2 separate regions of the Mus musculus genome follow, and region 1 is linked to region 2. Evidence: chromatin contacts called from public HiChIP or PLAC-seq data. All regions are on one chromosome and are shown on one strand. The core of a region is the stretch at or near the end of the contact, and the rest is flanking DNA. Distances in the headings are between cores, read along the strand shown. Region 1 overlaps Usp3 (ubiquitin specific peptidase 3). Region 2 holds the start of Dapk2 (death-associated protein kinase 2).

The links. HiChIP or PLAC-seq counts read pairs in DNA pulled down with a chosen protein or histone mark.
Region 1: a contact with region 2 is called in an H3K27ac HiChIP or PLAC-seq map of stem cell-derived neural progenitor cells, with 5 times the contacts expected there. The contact joins the enhancer-like site here to the promoter of Dapk2 in region 2. A contact is called at or near these places in 12 of 39 promoter capture datasets (the HPC-7 cell line, the SN4741 cell line, cranial neural crest and 8 more), 1 of 15 datasets of contacts at CTCF or cohesin (large pre-B cells), 3 of 484 Hi-C or Micro-C datasets (embryonic retina, embryonic stem cells and liver) and 2 of 115 datasets of contacts at active chromatin or transcription factors (large pre-B cells and stem cell-derived neural progenitor cells).

What each region holds. Positions count from the first base shown.
Region 1 is chr9:66,558,040-66,561,764 of GRCm38.p6, forward strand. All of the region lies in intron 3 of Usp3 (ubiquitin specific peptidase 3), which reads right to left. Among named protein-coding and RNA genes, the nearest start is that of Usp3, 33 kb to the right of the region's middle. Within about 2 kb of position 2,397, at least 71 of the 459 cell types and tissues checked have an H3K27ac peak or open chromatin away from gene starts, as enhancers often do. A contact at or near this core is called in the HPC-7 cell line, liver, pre-B cells and 1 more, where this site is marked.
Region 2 is chr9:66,156,782-66,160,432 of GRCm38.p6, forward strand. Dapk2 (death-associated protein kinase 2) reads left to right here and starts at 1,445. Exons shown (of 12, transcript NM_010019.3): 1 at 1,445-1,559.

The DNA of each region.
Region 1 (3,725 bases), core at 1,147-3,646, 400 kb after region 2:
TGTGAGGCCAGCCTGGGCTACAGAGCAAGAACCCATCTTAAAAGGGAGGGAGGATGACAAAAAAGAAAGAGAGAGAAAGAAAGCTGGGCAGTGGTGCCACACACCTTTAATCCCAGCACTCAGGAAGCAGAGGCAACGGGATTTCTGAGTTTGAGGCATACCTGGTCTACTGAGCAAGTTCCAGGACAGCCAAGGCTGCACAGAGAAGCCCTCTTGAAAACACAAAAATAAGGGGAGGGTGGATAAAATCTATACTTAAAGAGTTTACTTGATGATAAATTTTTGTTTTTAATTTTTAATTATAACTTAAGATGATAAAGCAGGCCAGTGGTAATAAAAATAACCGAAATTTAAGCAGTTTTTAGACATGAATTAGTTCATATTTCATAATAGTTTGAAAAGATGCCTTGGGAACAAAGTATTCTAGTAATTTTAGTATTCTTTTCCTAACTCTTCATTTCTACATTCAGCTACTGTTTACAAAGATTAGAGTTGACTAGGTCAGATATCAGTGAATTATTTGTTTAGTATTTTTAATCTATTACCTTTATATGTCTACTTACACAAAACTCCTAATTTTAATTTGTGCTTCTTTTCAACTGCAATAATATACCACATGTAATACCATTTGGTAGGAAAGGGAACAGGATGGGAAGGGAGAAACAGTACTTAACAAACAAGAAACTGAAACTTAGTTTCTATATGAAAATCCTGGGAAGATCTTCACTTTTATTGAAATCTTCATTTATCTGTTTCATGCTAATTGGATTGTCTCAAGGAGCGGGGGCCTGTGCCGCCAGACCACAACTTTTTTTTTTTTTTTTTTTTTTTTTTTTTTTTTTTTTTGGTTTTTCGAGACAGGGTTTCTCTGTGTAGCCCTGGCTGTCCTGGAACTCACTCTGTAGACCAGGCTGGCCTTGAACTCAGAAATCCGCCTGCCTCTGCCTCCCGAGTGCTGGGATTAAAGGCGTGCGCCACTATGCCCAGCCAGACCACAACTTTCACAGTATATGTTTTCTCTTTGGAGGCTCTGCTTATTTCAGAATTAAGAAGAGCTGCCTACAAGGATACCAATCTTCAGAGGGAAAGGAATTTAGCCTCTGTCATGTGGCTTCAGTCCTCTGTGATGATCAAAGGACATAGTACAGACTTGGTGCAACCTTTCTCCTGTTTTAAAGGTAGCTATCAAAATCTTTTCCACCCCAGTACTAGAGATGACCCCAGGACTATCCACATACTTGGCAAGGACATTGCCTAAAACAAGTCTGCATAAAACAAGGAGGAAAATAGAAAGATCTGAGAGGGGTCTCTGTAGTCTCCAAGGAGATTTACAAATTAGTGACATGTAGCAGGAAGTGACAAGTGTTCCAGAAGCTAGAAGTTAGTAGAGATTACTCCCCGTAGCTGGAGTTAGGAGAAGGAAATTTTCATGATAACTCATAAGGAAGGAAAGGGCAGGGCAAGACTCTCAGTAAAGGAAAATAAAGACAAAAACTGTAAGCAAGGACAGGAGAGATGGTGCAGTTGGTTAAACACTTATTACATACTCTAAGGACCTGAGTGTGATCCCCTATACCCATGCAAAAGGCTAGGGTGTGTGTGTAGCCCCAGACTTGGGGAGGCAGAGAGAGAAGGATCCCTTGAGCCAGCCTTAACCTAAATTACAAGTCCCAGCAAGAGAGCCTGTCTCAAAAACACAAGGTACCAGAGCAATGCTATCCAAACAATTATGAACTCCATACACATGTGCACGCACATGAACATATATGGGCAAAACCAAATGTAAGCCTCAGAATATCTTATAACACAAACCATAAAGGGGTGAGGAGGGCTTCACAGTTGAGTGTGGTGGCTTACAGCTGTAACTCCAGCATTTGGGAGGCTAAATCCTAGGCTCCTATAGAGTAAGGTCAAGACCAGCCTGAAATTTTAGCAAAACTTTGTCTTAAATTAAAAAATTAAAAAAAAAAAACGGACTGGGATATAATTTAGTAGTGTTTGCTGAGCATGTCCGGGGCGCTGGGTTTGATTCCTACTACTTGGGGGTAGAAGTGTAGGAAAAGCTGAAGTAAAAATGCTTAATAATCAAATATACACACAGCTTAATAATCAAATATATAAACTTTTTTTCCTTTGAACCCTATCAACCAGTCTAGCAATCAGAAACTGATGTACAAAGAAATTCATAAAACTACACCGGGAAATTATACAATTCCCCAACTCAGAGAAATCTGTTTCTCTGTATTAGTTAAGGTATAATAGAAATACTAATTTTAACCAAAGCTTCATGATCTCACAACAGTCATCAGCTCCTTTGGGGTATTTATATGGCAGTGTAATTTTGCAGGGTGGTTCCCTGGCATTCTGTTCTCAAGCCCACAAATGTAGCACTAATGTGACCCGTGCAGCTGCAGCTTCCTTCCTGCATTTCAGAAGCTCTGGGTAGCCACACACTTACAGCTCTGTTTAACCGCACACAAAAGACTGGCAATTGGCCAAGAAGCTTCTGCCACTCCTGGGTATATGCTAATATTTCCTAAATCAACTTGTCCATGAAATTATGTCTACTACCTTAGTACACTATAGCAATGTAAAGGAAATTAAATTCCAATGTCTAGTTAACAAAACTGCAAAGCCACTAAAATATCTAACAGATGTTCTTATAGCACCCTATGAAAATAATTTAATTCCATTAAGCTGATCCTTAAGATTTCCTCAAAGACTTACCATTCCCTTAGAATTTTACCAACAGCAAGAAGAGCAACAATGATTTGTTATAGTATACAGATTTAACTGTATTTACAAAGCTTCCTTTTGAACATCCTCTGCACACTAACTGATATCAAGAATGAATGCTGTCAGCACCTGCACCACACAGAATGGCATGACTTATGACTATGATAGGGAGATAAAGACATTCAAGAATGACCTGAATTTCTGCTGTCTCTAAAGCAAAAGTAGTTATAAACACAGAACACCTGATTCTATAAAACAAGAAGCTGTACCATTCTTGGATTAATGGGGCAGGGATTAATGGAGGGCTAGGATGTGAGTCCGGGTAGAGGTTTATTTAAGGCCAGGGTTCAAGCAACAGCAGCCAACTGAGCTAATGCTTAGCTGTTATGAAAAGGAGTACTCGGGCTGGAGAGATAGCTCAGCCGTTAAGAGCACTGAATGCTCTTTCAGAGGTTCTGAGTTCAATTCCCAGCAACCACATGGTGGCTTACAACCATCTGTAATGAGATCTGATGCCCTCTTCTGGTGTGTCTGAAGACAGCTACAGTATACTTAACATATAATAAATAAATCAAAAGAAGAGAAAAGAAAAGAAAAGAAAAGAAAAGAAAAAGAAAAGAGAAGAAAAGAAAAGAAGTACTCCACATCAGCAAGCAACAGTAGTGAGCACTGCCCTGTGTGTGAACATCTCAGAAAATACTAATTTTTACAAAAATCTTCATCTGCCTCTAAGTTTCTCTCCCTTCTATCTTTTCCAGGTCTGACCACTAAACGAGTAGGTGTTTGAATGACTTAAACCTTTTACAGATTTATTCAATAGTTAAATGCCAACTATGCTAAACCTGTAAAACATTAAAAGACCTGAAAAAGCACTGGTTTAATTTTCTTCCCTTGGCTGGACATCTTCCCACAGACAGTGTGAGAAAGGACTAGCACGCCCTTCAACAGAAAGTGTGGTTCTCAGGGATGCCTGGAAACAGGCAAGGCAA
Region 2 (3,651 bases), core at 195-2,694:
AAAGTCACACGCAAGTGAAGGTCTGGGATCTTCCCTGAGACTGTTCAAGACACAATGAGAGAGTTGGGCGGTACTCAGTGGCATTTTCAGGGTTCCTGGTGTTGAAAAGGCTGAGGGGTAGTGTGCTCCTTGGGCACATTTCACATGTCACCCTCCGCCAGTGCTACTCAGGACTTCACTGGAAGCTACCAGAAGGGTTGTTGTTCCCACTTTCTGGTGGCTGACCACACATGGATGATAGGGCAGGACTTTGGACTACACCCATGACTCAGAATCTTACATCCTTAGCTCTAGGGAGGATCCCTAAGGGGGGATCTGTGCTACTTTTCTTGTTGCTGTGAGAAAGTACTCAAGGGGTGGGGGAGGCAACTCAAGAACGGGCTCACAGTTAGAAGGTATAGGGTATAGTCCATCATGGCAGCAGGAGCGTGGCGCAGCTGGGTACATTGTGCCCAGCCTCAGGAAGGGGGGGGAGGGGAAGGGGAGGGGGAGGGAGAGAGAAATATGAGGTGAATCCTGGTTCTCTGTTCACAGAGAGCCCTCTAAACTGCACAGATCTGAAAGGTCACACGCAAAGGTCTGGGATCTTCCCGGAGGCTGTCCCAGATATTGCAGCAATGGTCAGAGAAGAGCAGCCCTCACTAGCCAGTTTCTCCTCACCGATTTTTTTTTTTTAATTCCTGGACCCCAGCCCGTGGACCATTGCTGTGCACATCTAGGGCTGGTCTCACTAAAGCTCTGGAAACACAATCTAGAAATTCCTATAGGCATACCCAGAGGTTTATCTCCTGATTGTAAATCCAGTCACATTGACAGTGTTAGCTGTCACAGTGACTTAGGGCTGGAGGCTCTAGGTGGCCATCCTTAAAATGTCTCTGGTCTTGAATGGAGACCATTGAACTTCAGTTTTGTTTCCAGCCACCAACGCTACCACTGATATTTTCTCCTTCTGATAATTTGCAAAAGGAAGGGAGAATCAACTCCCAAGTCCTTCATTAAGACAGGCTTAATGGTGATACACGGACTACACTCAAGAATGGTGCCAGGGTTGGCGTGGTAATAGGCAAATATGGGCAGTCTTCAAGCTGGGCCGGGAATGAGTGGGGCACATGAGAGCTTCCTACCCTTGTGTGGAGCGAGGTCCCCAGAGAATCTGATCAGTCAGGGTGTGCGTGGGTGGGGACGAAGGGCAGAGAAATTCTGTTTTCTGGCAATTGTGCTGGGTTGTGAAGTGCGTTGATCATTAGCTTACTCAAGTTGATTCGTTCCAGGTGGCACAGCATGTGAGAGACAGGGCGGGAAGGGACGAGCATCCAAGTCCTCACCTCGGGGCGGTCCCGCGGGGGTTCCAGCAGGGGGCGCCCCGAGCTCCGGGCCGAGTGTCCGGGCGCGCCTCCAGCCGGCGCCTGGGACCGGGCTGGCCGCTCCGCCCCCTCTGCTCCTCGGCGGCTCTGCGGGCGGACGCCGGGCGCAGGGAGCAGAGCAGAGCGGAGCGCCGCGCACCCCGCCGCGCCCCGGTGCACGTCCAGCTCTCCGCACATGCAGCGCAGCCTTTCGCCGTGAGTAGCGCCCGGGCCGCGGGATTCGACGGCAGCAGTGGCTGGGGTGGTCGGGCATTGCCTGTCTAGGATATAGCCGTTCTGTGGTTTGTGCGCTGGGACGGCACCCGGAGGCCAGTCTGCAGGCTACTACTACCTCGGGGTGCCTCCTAAGCTTGACACTCTGGTCCCAGAGACGGGATGGGGATTGACGGACAGAGGCCTGACATCTGGGCAGGAGAATGGAAACAACCATGCATCAAGTTTGGCCCCCTCAAAAGTCCCCAATAGGAGAGAAACAAGCCCAGCCTCTGTGGGCTCACACCTCCTCCTCCCCGCCTCAGCCCGGGAGGTTGCTTCCTGTGAAATGAACCTCCAGTGTGGCCTAACAGCTGCGGGCAGGTGGAGGGACACTCCCTGGTTCCCTGTCATCTAAAGGTAGCTGGGGGCAGCTCTTTTGGTTTCTGACACTAGTTCCCAACTAACTGGCTTGGCATCCTAGGGGAATTTTGTTGACTAAAAGTGGCTGGTACCTTGACTGCTTCAGAGTTGGGTTCAAAGCCCTCCCTGTCTCCACCTGCCCGCCGGTTAAGTTTTTGGCATCTAAAGTCATGGTATTGATAGACCAGTAGCTGTCTTTGGAGGCTTGACTGAAGTGTCAGGAATGGGTGGGTATCTGTTGCCCCGGGACAACAAACTACCTGCTGGAGGGAATAAACCAGCCAACCCTGACAGCTTCTCTAGAGCCTTCTATTCTGTTAGATGTGGGGGGCAAACAGTCCGGCTGCCCAAAGAAGCTGAACCTTTTATTAAAAGACTGAGTTTTTCTCATGTCAACTCAGGGAGGTGGCTGACCTTCTGAGCCCCAACATCCTTATCAGGGATCATCCAAAGGGGTTCTGTGATGCTAGAGTCTCCTCCCTTCTGCTGGCACTGCTGGCAGTTTCCCCAGACCTGAGTCTGAGGATTCTTCATGTGTGTGTGTATGTGCGCACGTGTTCCAAACCACTGCCTGTCCCTGCCAAACTTGGGCACCTTCTCCTTGGAACTGTTCTCCCAGAAGCCACTGGCTTTCCAGTCCTGAGCCATCCATGGAGGAGTTGTGTGGGTATCAAGAGAAGCCCTGGGAAGTTTGATGGCCTAGCTGTGCCATGGTGGAAAGGTCCCTTTCCCTCTCTGGACCTCAGATTTCTCCTTTTGTCTAACAAGTGACTTAGACCCGATCCCAGTGGGTTCAGACTTTTGTTTCAATGTTAAGTTTTTACCCCAAACCCCAGTCCACAGCAAGGATACCGTGGGATGGGAGTGCTCTGTATCACTTCCTCAGCCTGCTGACTTCTGAGGAAGAGAGTAAACTGGAAAGGTAACTGGGAGGTCCCTTTCTGTGGGGTCCCAGGAGGTCTATGTTACCTCCTAGAGTGTTGCTTGCCATTAAGGCCATGGGTAGGAAGGAGAATTCCCAGGGCCCCCTTGGGAGGATTGTTCACATCCAGATGGGTGTCATCTTTGCAAGGTAGCCTGAGTCTCGGGTCAAAAGGCATAGTCATGTGCCTTGCCTCTGATATGTGGTTTTCAGCTTCTCAAAATTGGTGGTTATAACTCTACCTTCGAGTTACTGCACTTGACTCTGAGAATTTATCAATTGAAATGAGAATTGCTCTTGTGGAGGTGTGATGGGAGGGTGATGAGCTGCCACGGGTGTTTCATTTCGTATGGAGTATCTGAGCTGTAGCCATGAGCAAGAAGCCTGGGCCCTAACTGGAAATTACCATCTTATATTACCTTATAGTACCTGCTTATGTTAGCTACTCCCTAGGGGACAGAGGTGAGAATATTACACCCTTTGCCTTAGTGAGGCTCCAAAAGCATTTCACATATGTCATCTTACTTATAAGAAAGATCTTTCTTAGGGTGTTGGAGAGATGACCCAGTGGTTAAGAGCACTGGCTGCTCTTCCAGAGGACCTGGGTTCAGTGTTCAGCACCAACATGGTGGCTCATGATCATCTGTAACTTCAGTTCAGAGGATCTGATGCCCTCTTCTGGCCTCTTTGGGCACCGCAGACATGTGGTGCATAGACAAACATGCAGGCAAAACAACCATACACCTACAG